Regions from separate parts of the Dromaius novaehollandiae genome. Here region 2 is linked to region 1. Evidence: chromatin contacts called from public Hi-C data. All regions are on one chromosome and are shown on one strand. Each heading gives the region's core, a stretch centred on a gene start, on an enhancer-like site or on the middle of the called end of the contact. The rest is flanking DNA. Distances are from core to core; before and after follow the strand shown.

Region 1 (3,922 bases), core at 784-3,283:
GTGCTTTAGAAAGGAAGCAACTTACTGTGTTTGAACATTAACTCTTCACTCTGCACCAAATTACACAATCTTAAGGTGGGAGGAACCCACCAACAGCTACTGATGCTAAAAGGCAAAACCATTCCCCCAAAATCTAAATTCAGACTCCTGGTGATAACGTAAGGAGGCAGCACAAGGCGGTAGTAACAGGTGATCTTGCAGCTTTTTTTACCATTTTATTAATTGCACCCTTGCAATGTTGTTTTTAAAAGTTACTAAAATGTGAATCAACACTTGAAAACAGGATTTTGCACCAGACTAGCTGCTATAAGCATAACTACGGGCACAGTGTCACAGCAGTGCCAAGAGGCAACTGGCAACCGATGGCTTCGGCTGCATTTTTGCTTGTATCATTTTCTTTTTCTGCAAAGTGAATACTGACTCTGAAGAAACTCTTTAAATAGGTGTGTGTGACTTATTTGCAAGTATTTCTTTCAACCTAGAGCAAATGTGAAAATATTTATGATGACAGAGCAGTTGAACAAATTTAGCTAGCAAGTTCTCATTTGCTTTATCGTTAAAGCCAGCTGCATTATGAGTGTGTTCTTTTACTGTCCACCTTCTCCATCCCTTTGCTTGCTGCTTCATACTTCCCTTAAGTTACAGCTCCACTTGGGAAAGGACAATCCACCGCAGAAATGATGTACTGCAATCAGCGCTACAATTTAACTGGAGGACAGAGAGAAGCAGGCAGAAAACAAGTTTAGCCTAAATGTGACTCCCTCTAAGGGACCAAAGTCTAGTCACAAGGGTAGGTGGCCTCTTCCAAACCTCCTTTTGGCACAATTCATCTCCGTGTCCCCTCCCCATCAGAAAGGGCAGTTTATTCTTCTCAGTTCTTTCCAGATTTCGAGACCACAAATGCCACCTCACTGTTGCACAGTATTTTATAATAGTACATGATTGCTTCATGTCTCATAGTGAAAATGAGAGACAAGTGCTTATTCAAGGAGCTGGAGGAAGGGCGCGAATCCCCCCCCGGGGCTCGTTCCCACTGGAGCCAAGGCCAGAGCGGCCTCACCGAATGGTCTCCTGCGCACACCAGAAAGAAACCCCAGGAAAGCGTCTGCGAGACGCTGCGGCAGGGCAAGTCGCTCTAGCCTGGCCCCGGGCCGGCACGCCATCCCAGCGGAAGCAGGGCCCACCTTTTCCCGGGCAGCACGGCCGTGGTGAAGCCTTCCAACTGCTCCGAGCCCCAGCTGTAAACGCCAAACCCGCAGCTCCGTCTCCTACACTCCAGCCCCCAGGAACAAATCAGTCAGTACAAAAGCAAGAGTTTTTGGAGAAAAAAAAAAAATTAGGTTTTCTAGTTTCATAACTGCATGCTGTCAAGCTGGAGTCCAATGAAATTTTTCCCGTGCTCTTACGCAAGCTTTACTTTTTTTCCAGAAATTTCTCACCGCTTTAAACGGCAGCCCCGGGCGCTGTGCTTCGGGGTGGGCGAAGGGGCTGGCCGCCCGCCCCGAGCTCCCGGCCCGCCTGGAGGAGCGCTCCCTCGGGCACGCCCGCGCGGACGCCGGGCACACGCGGTCGGGCTGCGGAGCTTTAAACTGCCAAATCATTCTCACCTCCGCGAAAAGCTGCTGCTAATCAGCCTTCGCCCATTCAAGCCGCGTACACTTTACGCCTTAAAGTTCCTTTCATGCAGCAAAACCTAACAGAAAATTGGCAGCAGCTCGCGTTAAAGACGCTTCCAACTGCAGCTCTCCGCTGCTTTTAATGTCATCCGAATAAAACTAGCAAAGACCTAATAGGGAGGGGGAAGCGGTGGGTGGTGACAAGTCACTCCCGTTCCTCAAATTGTGGGGACGAAGGACTCCTCCGGTGGATTTATCCCCCCCCCCCCCCCAGTGGTCTTTAACGTGATCACAGTATGCACCACAATGCTTTAAAACAGCAAAGCTTCTGGAAAACCCAAACAAAAGGAACGTCACCAGGTGACGTCAGCCTATATACAGTCCTGCGTGGTCGCGGCACATAAGCAAACCCATTCTTGTACCGCTGCCCTGAAAAGCTTTTCAGTAAACGCACTCATGCTACCACAGGAGCTTCTCTCAGCAATAAGCCACCCATCTGCCATCAACAAGTTAGGACTAAAGGAAGCCACAGCTGCGGAAAACGACATCGGGAGCTTCAATTAAACAGCTGAGCAGTCACAGAGGACAAAAACTTGTATTAAGCATTGATTTAAAAATCACAGACCTGTCAGAGGAGATCAAGCCAGCGATTTCAAAAGGAATACTTTAGGAGAGGATCGTGGATTCAATTTTGCACTAATATCAAAGGACACTAAACCCAGTAAATTATTCAAAGGCAATCTCGCATTAGAGCCTTCCACAGACTCACGGCGTTGAGTCTAAAACTACGACTGAATGCAACCTCCAATGTACTCAAAAGAATGGGTAAGTTTACACATTTCTCTCTATCTTGTATAATGAACGAACAGCTATGTTTTAAAGCAGCAGTCAGGTACTAAAGCCAGTTTTTCTGAACTGAACCTTATGAAAACTGTTCTCAGATTGTGAGACTGTAATCCTCCGTAATACCGATAAAGACTCACCCTAAGTATAATATCCAAGTATTCTGTATGTAGCATAAAGTTGTTTCTTGCATTTAGAATTAGCTTTTCGGAAATGCATGGCAATGTTATCTGCAGTGAAATCTTCCATGGTGATGTTCAAAGTATACTGATAAGGCTATCCTATCTTGTTGTTTCCCTAAATTATATTCTGCAGGCTTACATTTCAAGTGGCCATTAGGGGCTCGTATGCTGGCAGCACTATATGCAATGAGTATGGTTTTAAAAATGCTGCCTGCCTTGGGCATGGCTTGTCCACCAAAATGTCGCTGTGAGAAGCTGCTCTTTTACTGTGACTCTCAGGGGTTTCACTCAGTGCCAAACACCACTGAAAAGGGCTCTCTAGGTTTGTCATTGAGGCACAATTATATTACTGAACTTGAAAGGGATCAATTTGCAAGCTTCAGTCAACTTACTTGGCTTCACTTAGATCATAATCAAATTTCAACAGTAAGAGAAGATTCTTTTCAAGGACTGTATAAACTTAAGGAATTAGTCTTAAGTTCCAACAAAATCTTTCATTTGCCAAACACAACTTTTAGCCAGCTGCTTAACCTGCAAAATTTGGACCTCTCTTTTAATCAGTTGTCCTCTCTGCACCCGGAGTTGTTCTATGGCCTTCGCAAACTACAAACCTTGCATTTACGTTCCAACTCCCTGCGGACTATCCCGGTCCGCCTTTTCTGGGACTGCCGTAGCTTGGAGTTTCTGGATTTGAGCACAAATCGCTTGCGAAGTTTGGCTCGCAATGGATTTGCAGGATTAATCAAACTGAGGGAACTTCACCTAGAGCACAACCAGCTGACAAAGATTAATTTTGCTCATTTCCTCCGGCTGAGCAGCCTGCACACGCTCTTCTTGCAGTGGAACAAAATTAGCAACTTGACATGTGGGATGGAGTGGACCTGGGGCACCTTAGAAAAGCTAGATTTGACTGGAAATGAAATCAAAGCCATCGATCTAACAGTTTTTGAAACTATGCCTAACCTTAAAATACTCCTAATGGATAACAACAAGCTAACCACCCTGGACTCCAAGATCTTAAATTCCCTCACGTCCATAACTACAGTGGGCCTCTCCGGCAATCTGTGGGAATGCAGCCCAAAGATCTGTGCCCTGGCCACCTGGCTGAGTGGCTTCCAAGGTCGGTGGGAGCACTCGATCCTCTGCCACAGCCCAGACCACACCCAGGGCGAGGATATTCTAGACGCGGTTTATGGTTTTCAGCTTTGCTGGAATTTATCGGCCGTTGTCACATCCCTGGCGACGACGTACAGAGTTCCAACTACTGAGCACACAAAAAGA
Region 2 (3,922 bases), core at 661-3,160, 240 kb after region 1:
ACAGGGCATCTGCAAGGAGCCCTGTGTTTGCAGCTGCAGAAGGGCTACCCTACGGAGAGACCAGCTTCTGTGCTTCAAAGCTTCCTTGCGCATGGCAACAGTTGACATGAAGGAAGTTAACTGGGTCCCCCCAGGGCAGCTCCTTCTCATCGTTTCTGTGTTGTTGAGCTGAGGGCATCTGGTGCATGGTCCTCACTGCAGATCCTCTGAGAAGAACCGTATCACCAGAAATCATCCAGAAATTGGTGCTTTCACCACAGCCCCTTCCCTGCCAGCTCTTCAAAGTTTTTTCCTCTTTCCCTAAGGTGGTGCAAGGCCAGAGAACTGCAGACACAGGGGCCAATCCTGCCTGCTGCTCCTGGTCATTTGAAGTCAGCAGGAGCTGAAAGCACTGGACATCTTAGAGGAAATGCAAAGGGGAGAGAATTTCTTACTTCACTTATTATTACAACCTCTGTGGAGACTGCTGAAATGTGCTTGCCTGTTGCTTTGTCGGTAGCTGCCTGAGCTGTTAATGTCATGGAGCCCAACGTGAAGGGCTTGTTTCCTTCAGGATCGGACAGCCTGCCTTTCTTGTCCTGGAGATAAAAAGCAAGCAGGGAGGAGTGGTGCAGACAGAGCTCCCGGAGAGCTACTTCTAAGTGTGTTTGTGCTTTAATTACAGCCTTGCCAATACTTGGGAGTTGTCAGTGATTTGAATTAAGCTGTCTTTCTTCTGGGCTTCTAATTCATGAAATACCCTGAAATGCAGTGGTAGCGTGGCTGTCTGCTGCCCCTTTCTGGTCGCGGGAGAGGGTGACAGTCATGCATTCCCTTTGGTTTCTGGATGAGAGGTGGCCCATCCCAGGCACCCCGGGCTGCGTATTTTACATGAATAAAGATGCCCGAGAGATGAGGTCAGGTTTTGTCATCCGTGCGGAAGCAATCCGACCCAGCAGTTACCACTCACGTCCTCTAATCTCAGCTCAGTTATCAGGCATAGTGGCTGGTATCTGTTGGGCCATAGTGACAGATCCTGGTCCCACAGCACAAACCTGCGGCCCAGGCTGGATGGAGCTGAGGCAGTTGCGCAGCCCACGGGCCTGGGGAGAGGCCACCTTGGCCTGTGCCACCTCGGCTGACAGGGGCCAGCGCCGGGTGCCATGAGGAGCCTCCGCACCACCGGGCGCAGGGGCATCTGGCAACAAAAATGGGTTTTCTAAAGCAAGGAGCGCATGTGCGTACATCAGTGCAACACCAGCGCTGGACTCTGCCCCCATTTTTAACGTGAATTTTCACAGGCCTTTGGGGAAAAGGCACCAACGGGCCGCGCCGGGGGGGAGGACACGGGAGCGGTGGTGCCAGGCCCAGCCCGGACTGAAGCCTGCCCGCCAGCGCGGCGTGTGGGGCACGGCCCGAGGGGCTGCCCAGGGCCCCCGAGGGGCTCCCTGGCGCCCCCGAGCTTCCCGCCCAGCCCCGCTCCACCCGCCCCGGCAACGCGCCTTCCAGCGCATGCGCGGGCTCCGCAGCGCGGCTCGCTCGGCGCAGCCGCACTAGCGCCGCAGCGCGCGCTCTTGCCCGTGCACGCGCCGGGGCCCTCGCTGCCCCGCGCATGCGGAGTCCGGGCTCTGGCTGCGCATGCGCATCGCGGCCCCCTGACGCAAGGCCGCTGCAATCGCCCTGCGCTTTATCCTGTCCGACCTTGAGTGCGCGACTGCACGAAGGACCTAGGCTGCCCGCCGCTGTGCCGGCGCGCAGAGGGCCGCTTAGACACCCGCGCTTCCCCCAGTCCGTGCCGCCCGCGCCGGGGAGGCTCCCTCGAGTGCTCGGGAGGGCGGCGCGCAGCTGTGCCGTGCCCTTCGCCTCCGAGCGGAGCCCCGAAGGCGCGGGCGGGGGTCAGGCGGCTGCCGGGGCAGCCCGCGCGAGGGGTCCTGCGGCGCGGGCGCTCCCCCCGCCGCGGCCCATGTGGGTGGAGGTTTCCAGAAGCGCCGCGCGCACCCTCGTCTCTTGGCCGCCCGCTCCGCCGCCGCCCGCCATGCTCAGCGCCAGCCGCGCCGCCGCGCGCCTCCCCCGCCTGCTGCCGTGCGGCGGGCCCGGCCCCGCCGCCCCCGGCCTCGCGCAGGTGCGGCGCCGCCGCGGGCCGGGCACCGGCGGCCCGGGGGGGGGGGGCGGCGCTGAGGGCCGGGGGACGAAGGGGATTGAAGGGGGCGGTGAGGGGGCCGCGGGCGGCGCTGGAGGGGGGGGGCGCTGGGGGGGTGGGCAGGGGTGGCCGCGGCCGCTCGGAGGCCCGGCCCGGGCGGGGTCGGGCCTAGTCCGCTCTGCGGGGTCGCTGGGCCCGGGGCCGAGCGCCCCGCGGCGGGGGGATGTGGCCGCCGAGCCTGCGGGGCCTCCTCGGGCTCTCCGCGCTGCAAATACCGAGGTTTTCACCAGAAACCGCGTAATGGGTGTCAAGCGTGGTGGGTGAGCTGGGACAGGGTGCTGAAAGCGTGGTTTCCGTGCACCTGGGTTTGTTCCCAAGGAAGAGCATGGCAAGGCTGCTCAGGGCCTTGTTTTGCGGGGGGATGGGGGGGGTTGTCTGTGTGCATGTGTGTTATTTTATATTGTACTTTGTAGTTTGGGTTTTTTTTTTCATGTAAAAGTAATAGCAGGTATCAAGTTGGAAAAGACTGGCAGAGAAATATTATAAGCAGATACGGACATCAAAAATTACAGCTCTTCATGCTGGTCCTGCTGTTCTCTGTCTCTTACTGAGCAGCTTCTGCTCCAGATAGCCTGCACTCGCCTGCCCTAACCCGGGACTGTTGCACCCTTGCCCATTCATGGAGTAGGGGTAGGCCAAGTGTCTTGGAGAATTAGCAAATTATTCATGTTTTGATGTGCTCCTATCTCATGAAGATATTTTGTTAAAAATTCACTTTCAGAACAGAAAAAAGGATGATATATCTAAAGTTTTCCAAGTTACAGACTTGGACATGCAAAGTTGTGGCCAGTGCAAAATTTTATGAGTTACTGCAAAAGACTGACCGCAGCTTCTTCAAAAGATGTAGTCAGTCATTTGTTGCTGACAGTGCATAAAGCTTCAAGGAATGGAGTTAATTTTTATCTGCTGCTGTTCTTTGCATGCTGAAGGTTCAGGTTAACTTACTGAAATATCTTTTGCCAGCTAAGTCGGTAGCATGTTCACAGATTACTTGCTCACCCTGGTGATAGGGGTTGGTTGTATCTCTGACAAACGAGGGCAGTAATTGCTTTGTGACTATATGGCAAATTGAAATTTTATTAAATTCTTGTTTATTTTTAAATTAAGATTTAAAAAGTACAGTGTCATAGTAGAACTATTTTATTTTGTAAGTAGTCCACTTCTAAAAGTTATGGGTTGAAGATAACTTAACATTGAAAACTAGAACTTCATTAGAACATTTTTATTTTATAGACATTCTGGAATGGCCTCAGTCAAAATGTTCTCAGAGCAGCATCAAGCAGAAAATATGCGTAAGTCTTTCCTTGTTTTTTCATGTCTTGTGGTTTGATATCATCTTTACTGTCACCCTGATGCCAGAGCTGATTATTGGGGTCAAAGATGGAGAAACAGAACAAAAACAGCAAGTTGGACTTGCTGTTTTCTACTCCGTGAGCAGTTAAGAAGTTTGGTAACAAGTTTTCTATTCGGAACTGTTTTTAAAGGCAAAATTCCAGTAAGTACAGAGTGCTTACGAAGTCTCCACGAACCAATTAGCTACAGCAATAAAATACACATATCTTTTCTTCCTCACCTCAGCAGCTGCTGAAAAAGAAGTAAAACCAGAACGTATGAATGTTAGTTTTCTAAGGTTCTATCTTTATCTCATTTATTTATTTATTTTTACAGGGGAACATTAAGAATTTTTTTTCTCCCATACCCCCACCAGGAGTAGTCTCTACAAAATGTGTTTAGGGATTCCCT

What was found. Hi-C and Micro-C count contacts between places; a contact is called where the count stands out from the background.
Region 2: a contact with region 1 is called in a Hi-C map of liver, with 8 times the contacts expected there. The contact joins the promoter of HSPA9 here to the promoter of LRRTM2 in region 1. A contact is called at or near these places in 3 of 4 Hi-C or Micro-C datasets (brain, liver and ovary).

What each region holds. Positions count from the first base shown.
Region 1 is chr15:3,322,828-3,326,749 of bDroNov1.hap1, forward strand. It overlaps LRRTM2 (leucine rich repeat transmembrane neuronal 2), which reads left to right and starts at 2,034. Exons shown (of 2, transcript XM_026097706.2): 1 at 2,034-2,441; 2 at 3,203-3,922. The coding sequence starts at 2,412. All of the region lies in intron 7 of CTNNA1 (catenin alpha 1), which reads right to left.
Region 2 is chr15:3,560,621-3,564,542 of bDroNov1.hap1, forward strand. It overlaps HSPA9 (heat shock protein family A (Hsp70) member 9), which reads left to right and starts at 1,911. Exons shown (of 17, transcript XM_064520812.1): 1 at 1,911-2,101; 2 at 3,413-3,471. The coding sequence starts at 1,943.